Linked DNA regions of Danio rerio: region 2 is linked to region 1. A link is a contact called in public Hi-C data. All regions are on one chromosome and are shown on one strand. The core of a region is the stretch at or near the end of the contact, and the rest is flanking DNA. Distances in the headings are between cores, read along the strand shown. Region 1 holds the start of gopc (golgi-associated PDZ and coiled-coil motif containing). Region 2 holds the start of igf2r (insulin-like growth factor 2 receptor).

Region 1 (3,699 bases), core at 720-3,219:
AGAACATCTTCGTTATGAAAACACAACCTCGCACACCTCTGTGTGTGCTGAAGTTGCATTTTGCACATAAGGCTTAACTAGCAGAGCCAGATTCATGCTTGGCATTTTATTTTCCTAATTACAAAACAAAGTTTAAAGTTTTATACACTACCAGACTTCTGTCTTGTCGCCTTTTACAATTTTAGAAACAACTAATAATAACTTGACTTCTAGTCGATCATTTGGTACCAGAAGTGGCTTATATGAAAGGCAAAGGCCTCTAGATTGTGCTTATTTTACCAAAATAAAATATGACCATGCCTTGATTTTTAATTATTTAATTAAGGTCTTAAATATATATATAAATTTTTTTGTAATATTATTATTTTTTTCTCAATATATAAAAAGTTATATTTTTATTCTATTACTAATTGGGTATTATTAAAACTTTACATTATTTTGTCTTATCCCTGAAATATATATACATCTGTGTGATTTAAAAAAAGCCAATAAATAAATAAACAAATAAATGAATAAATAAAATAAATAATATAAATAATTATTGTATGATTGAGCAGAGCTATTAATATATTTAAAAAACATAAAAATCAATAAAATGTTCAATAAGTAAACAAATAAATACTTAAATAAACAGCATGCATCATAATCATTTATTGTAAAATTCAACATTGCTCTTAATATCTTTAAAGAATCTAAAAAAATACATAAATGTCATAAATTGTACAATTTATTTTATTAATGTATTTAAATAACCTAACATAGTTTAATCAATCAATCAATAAATAAACATGTCATCATTACTGTAAAATTTAAAGTTACAAATAAAAGTTCAAAGTCATTTAAAAAGTTAAAAACAAATGCATAAACATATATATAACCCAAACATAAAACAAAATTAAATAGAACAAATATAAAGTAAAACTATATAAAATAAAAATAATTTTAAAAAGTAATTATTGCAGATACTTCTAGACAAAATATATCCGCTATAAAGTTTTAGAGCTTAATCCATGATATGTTAAAATGTTAAAGGAGCATAATCAGTATTAATTGTTTTAATTACTTTTTTATTTTTAGACATCATATATGTATAGATGATATGATAATCACTTTTTAGCATTTATGAATGAAAAATTAACATCATAATAAAATAAAGTTTCTAATAAAACCAGCATTCTATAAAGAGGACATAATAAGCCCAAAATCACATGTTTAGATGATAATGAATGTTTTTAAAATAGGAGCGATAAAACTTCCACAGGCATCACGGTGGCGCAGTGGGTAGCACGATTGCCTCACAGCAAGAAGGTCGCTGGTTCGAGAATCGGCTGGGTCAGTAAGCATTTCTGTGTGGAGTGTGCATGTTTGCCCTGTGAACCCGTGGGTTTCCTCCGGATGCTTCGGTTTCCCCCATAGTCCAAAGACATGCGGTATAGGTAAATTGAGTAAGCTAAATTGTACGTAGTGTATGAGTGTGAATGTGTGAGTGTATGGATGTTTCCCAGTGATGGGTTGCAGCTGGAAGGGTATCCGCTGCGTAATACTGAATAAGTTGGCGGTTCATTCTGCTGTGGCAACCTAATATTAATAGAGGGACTAAGCCGAAAAGCAACTCCCTTTTTTTTCTTCTTCCATTTCAAAAAACTTGCAATTCTAGAAACTTCAACATTGCTCCAAATATATCGAGTATATCAAAAGTACCAAAGTAAATCTTATGTTGAGCATATAAAAAATTGAGTATATCAAAAGTACCATAATAAATGTTAGATTTTTTTTATATAAGTCAATAAAAAATAATTTTAAAAAGTCCGGTAAATGACCAAAAAAAAAAGCTAATAACCTCAAAAACCTGAAAAAAATCGATTCGCTCATCATTCGACTGCTTACCTCATCGTGTGGCAGACCCGACTAATCAATCCGCGTTGTTGACTTGTTCGATCTCGGATTTCCTGGTCAGATGAGAGCACGGGAAACACCTCAGCTAAACATCACTCTGACTCTGTAACACAGCAGAAGTCAATCATTAGCATAAACCAACTGATCTATCCTACTGAAGGACTACATTCGAGTTCTCCGTGAGTTTTCCCCCCTGTCTCAGTCTTGAAGATGTCTGCGTCCGCTGGCGGTGCTGGATCACCGGGATCGGGCCTCTCCGCCGGCCCGGCTGCGGCTACCGGCTCCGGTATGTCCATGTTCCGGTGGCTGGAGGTGTTGGAGAAGGAGTTTGACAAGGCATTTGTGGACGTGGATCTGTTGTTGGGAGAGATCGATCCGGATCAGGCTGATATCACGTATGAGGGCCGCCAGAAGATGACCAGTCTCAGCTCGTGTTTTGCTCAGTTGTGCCATAAAGCACAAACCATCTTCCAGCTCAACCACAAACTGGAGGTAAAGAGAATAGATTAAACTAGATCAATATATTGAGGTATAGTTGGTTTTATGTTAACACATTCGTTCATTTTTGAACACTGACAACTAGTGTCACAGTTCCTATTTTGTGTTCACCATGCTACTTTAAATATTCGGTCTGAAATCGCATGTAAGTATGACTTCAAAACAACATTAGCAGCACCAACCGACTCTGAACAATGTTGTGCTTTAATAGTCATTTATTGGCTGCTAATATGATTTCCCTATTTTGAAACTTCAAAAGATACTTTTCTAAAATTCTATTATTTTACTCATAACAGATTTTTATAAGTACAAAACAGAACAAAACATTTACACAATCATTTTATACAAGTGATAAGAAAAAATACACTGTAAATCTAAAAAGTTAAGGTAACTCAAACTGTTTGAGGAAACTGATTTCAACATACCATTTAAGTTCAGAAACTAATCCTAATGGGTACTGTGATCTTAATCCATTTGTGTAATGAAGCAATTTGAGCACAGTAAAACCCAGTAAAAAAAGAGAACTCAAACCAACTTAGTACTGTAAAAAAACAATAAATTAAAGCGACTCAAACCGTTTTAGGAAACCGATTGCAATAAAGCATTTGAGTTAAAAACTAATCTATGAGTACTGTGAACTTCCTCCATTTAAGATGAAGTAATGAGGTTTAATTAGCTCAATATCTTCAACGCCTAGTTCAAAACTCTTTTCAAATGAACTTGCAGTACATTTTGAGTTAGCTACACTCATTTTGCTTGATAAAGTTGACTGTTTTACAGTGTGCAGACAAACTGACAAAAACCAGTCCATCCAAACATGCTCCATATAGAGTAAATCATATACACTATTAGGTGTTACTTGATCAAACTCAAAACATTAAAAAATGGAGTGGAAAAGAAAGAGCAAAAATGTCCAAGAATCCTACTTACAACTCTTAAAAAAAGAAATGCAAGGAAGAAGCCCCAGATTTTTCAAGCTGTTTAGAAGCATCTGCCCTAGCAAAACAAATTCTTTCAAGCTTAAAGGGCCATGAAACCCCCTCGTTTCAGCAGGGTGTTTTCACACCTCTTCTTTGGAAAAAGTCAGAAAAGTGGGCGTGTCCAGATCTGTTTAGGGGGGAGTGTCGGAGGAACTAAAGTGGGAGGGTGTGGGAGTGTCGATTTGGGCACGCGCGAGTTTCAGAGTCAAAATACACACACACACACACACACACACACATACATACAGGAGAATGTGATGGTGTTTAACCTACATGGACATCTGTAGTCGAATTATTAGCCAAATTATTAAATGGTGGACTTTAA
Region 2 (3,699 bases), core at 589-3,088, 320 kb after region 1:
TTAAATCGTTAGAGTAACGGTTTAGATTATAGTTACAGATTTTTGTTTTTCGAAAATGACTTTAGTAATCATAAATGCATTATTTCACGACGCAAGAAATTATATCAAACTGAAAATAATTTTTAAGAAATTCTTAAAGCAAATCGTCAGAGATGACAGTTACGGTTAGTTTTTCTAAAATGACTTTAATGTTATTTGTAATTTGTTAATGTGATTAGCCTGTTATTTTACACGACGCAAGAAATTATATAAATTATCATGTATATATTTTAAAGGTAACTTACAGTGAAATCGTCACGGTTGCGGTTATACGACCCAATGATATTCAGGAATGTGTAAATATTCTTCAAATAAAACAAACTTTTACAGAGATTACGGTAAGTTTTTCCAAGTATGAATTTAGTAAATAGGCAAATCATAAATAAAGTTAGCCTATTCTTTTACGCGACGCAAAAAAATGATAAAAAGTTAAAACAAATGTGTAGATATAGGCCTACTTCATATACATCAATTTAATTAGAAATTACAGTTAGTTTTTCCCAAACATAAATTTACTAATTGTTAGCCTAAATATATTATTTTACACGACATAAATATAAAACAGATGTGTATTTTTAAGCGATTTAAATTGTCAAATATGTTATGGTTAGTTTTTCAGAAATGGCTTTTTTCCTAATCATAAGTACATTTACACTACGCAAGAAATGATATAAAACAACTGTATTTTAAAGATATTTTTCAGGTTAGGCTATATTAATTTAATTCGTCAGATATAATAGTTCGTATAACGTTAGCCTATTATTCTACTCGACACGAGAAATTATGTTTATAAAACAAATTTGTATTTTTGAGATATTCTACAAAGCTAAATCTTCAGACATTGTATTTAAATTTTTTTTCTAAAATTGACTTTATATGTTAGCCCACTCGTTTACACGACACAAGAAATGATATAAACCAGAAATTTGTTGGCCTATTTTAAGATATTCTTCAAGTAATAGCCTATTTATATCTATTGATAGCTATTAATAATGTTCTATGACCTAAGTAACCATAATAATGTTACTTAGCCTATTCTTTTACACAACACGGACATAAGAAATAATAAAACAAATGTAGATATTCATCAAGTAATCAACTTGTTAGAGGTAATAGTTCCAGTTAGTTTTTTTCGAAAATGACTCTAGAAATCATAAATAACGCTAGCCTGTTCTTTTACACGACACAAGAAATGTGTATTTGTAAGCAAGCAATTTCAATCGTCAGATTTCAGTTATAGTTAGTTTTTCGAAAATGACTTATTTCCTAATTATAAATATACTTTTACACGATGCAAGAAATTATATAAAACAGAAATGTGTATTTTTAAGATATTTTTCAAGTAATATCAATTTAATTAGAGATGATAGTTAAAGTAAGTGTTTCCAAAATTACTTAAGTAATCATAAATACGACACGAGAAATGATATGAAACAAGAAATGTATATTTTAAAGATTTTTTTCAAGCAATTTAAATCGCCAAAGATAATTGGTTGTGTTTTTCGAAAATGACTCTCCTAATCACAAATATTCTTTTACGCAACGCAAGAAATGATAAAAATCATCTGAATGGCACACACGGAAATGTGAATGGCCTGCTAAGCCCAGCCCCCTTTTTATCGTGCTCAAACTTCAAAATCTTTCTGGGTCATTCTAGCTCTATGCACCACGTGACCTGTACCACATGTCATGTCATGTGACTGTGAGTGGTTCCTGCTACACGGGTAATGATCAGTAATCAGAAAGGACTGCTGTATCATGTCGGAAGAAGCGCACTAATAAATTTCCTTGTGTAAAATATGGGTCGTGTTGGATTTTGCGGAGTCGCTGCTACTGTTATTATTAATACTTTTCTATTTCTACAATGCGTGTCGTCAGCGGCGGCTTCGGATGACAGCCTATGGTACCAGGATCTGTGCAGGTGAGATCCTAAATAAACAAACACTCTTAACGATGATCTTTGCTGGATAGGATTGACGAGTATCACATAAACACTCGTTAAGATGTGATTAATTAAGATTAAACGTGTTTTACTTTCCTGTTTATTGCAATTTATATGATGATAGAGTGATAGTTGTGGCCCTGACTGCATTTAGGTATCTAGACCCAACCTATGAAGTAAAGTTGGTTGCAAATGATAAAATTTTTTAACAGTAACACGTTCTTTATATTGTTTACCAAGCTATTTTAAATATTCCGTCTGTAATCACATACATGCATGACTTCAAAACAATATTAGTACAATTTTATTGACTGTGAACACTGTTGGTGTTCGATAGTCATTGCATTTACAACTTGTGACACCGTCTCTATTTTGTTTACCACTCTAGTTTGAATATTCGGTCTGAAATCTCATGCAAGTCTGACTTTAAAACAGCATTAGGATTATTAAGTCAAAATATGTTAATATAAAACCAACTTTACATCAATGTCACTGGGTGCTAATATGATTTCCCTGTTTAGAATTTGCAAATAATACTTTTCTGAAACTATTATTAAAAAGAAAGTACGAATGTGCGAATATAAACCAGCTTTACCTCAATGACCCAAATTAACAGCACAATAGATAGATACTTTTGCCAAATCAGACAATGAAATGTATTCATTTAGGCACTGGCCTTCTTTTTATGATTGAGCCTTCATGTCATGTTGCTGATGTCAATTCTGCTCAAGATGTTTGATTCTTTGTGCAAGTTACTTAAAAAAAATGTAATCGATTACATAATCATTGCGATGTTTCAATTACTTTTCTAATTACTTAGTCTGAAACGTAATTTGGTTGCTTGATATGTAATAGAAAGTAATGTCTGATTATGGAATCTTGGCTCAATTTTTTTACATTTGAGTCAAACAGTATTGTTTATTTTAGTTTAAAATATATATGTACAGTATATATATTAGGGCTGCACAATATATCGATATCTCAATGTGATCATTCGCAATGGTCACATCACGAGTATATGCAGTGTGGAGTCTGGATTATAATTAACCATTTCTCGAGTGTTTTTGAGGCCTGTGACTGGTGGGGGGGTTAAAAGCATCCAGGCTTAACAAATTGTACCATGTGCAACATTGACAAATGAATATCGATTACAGTATATTATCTACAGTATTCATTGGCATTTTATTTTTCAATTACTGTATATCTGAATACGGTTCAACTGTATCTTTTTCTTGATTGAATTTATGCTTTTAGATTTGTTCTTATATTTTTTGCTCTCCCCTACAGAACCGTCCCGATCAATTTTTAAAATTATACATTCTTTCCAAATAATTATGGAATTAATCTAGTGAATTTGTATTCATATTGCAATATATATCACAGAATAAACAAATATTGCACTGTTATATTTCCAATACCGTGCAGCCCTAGTATATATACACACCATAACACAAAAGTTTCAAAGAAATGACACCATATTTCATACATATGACTTTTCATACATTTACATTTACGCTTTTTACATCTAATGTGCAGTTTACAGTCAAATGAATCCTTCTTTAGTTGAAAAATTTTAGTTAAAATGCAGAATAGTATATATTAACAATTACTACCCTAGATTTAGATTTCTACCCTATATTGTCATAACCTAACTCTCAGTTGATTTTTATTCTTAAGCACGTACAGTTGCCTTAGTAAATCTTCTTTATTTGAAAAAC

Evidence for each region. Hi-C and Micro-C count contacts between places; a contact is called where the count stands out from the background.
Region 2: a contact with region 1 is called in a Hi-C map of an unstated tissue, with 2.1 times the contacts expected there. The contact joins the promoter of igf2r here to the promoter of gopc in region 1. A contact is called at or near these places in 1 of 18 Hi-C or Micro-C datasets (an unstated tissue) and 1 of 4 datasets of contacts at active chromatin or transcription factors (embryo).

The regions. Positions count from the first base shown.
Region 1 is chr20:45,541,055-45,544,753 of GRCz12tu, forward strand. It overlaps gopc (golgi-associated PDZ and coiled-coil motif containing), which reads left to right and starts at 1,970. Exons shown (of 9, transcript NM_200557.1): 1 at 1,970-2,388. The coding sequence starts at 2,107.
Region 2 is chr20:45,861,190-45,864,888 of GRCz12tu, forward strand. igf2r (insulin-like growth factor 2 receptor) reads left to right here and starts at 1,839. Exons shown (of 47, transcript NM_001039627.2): 1 at 1,839-1,960. The coding sequence starts at 1,839.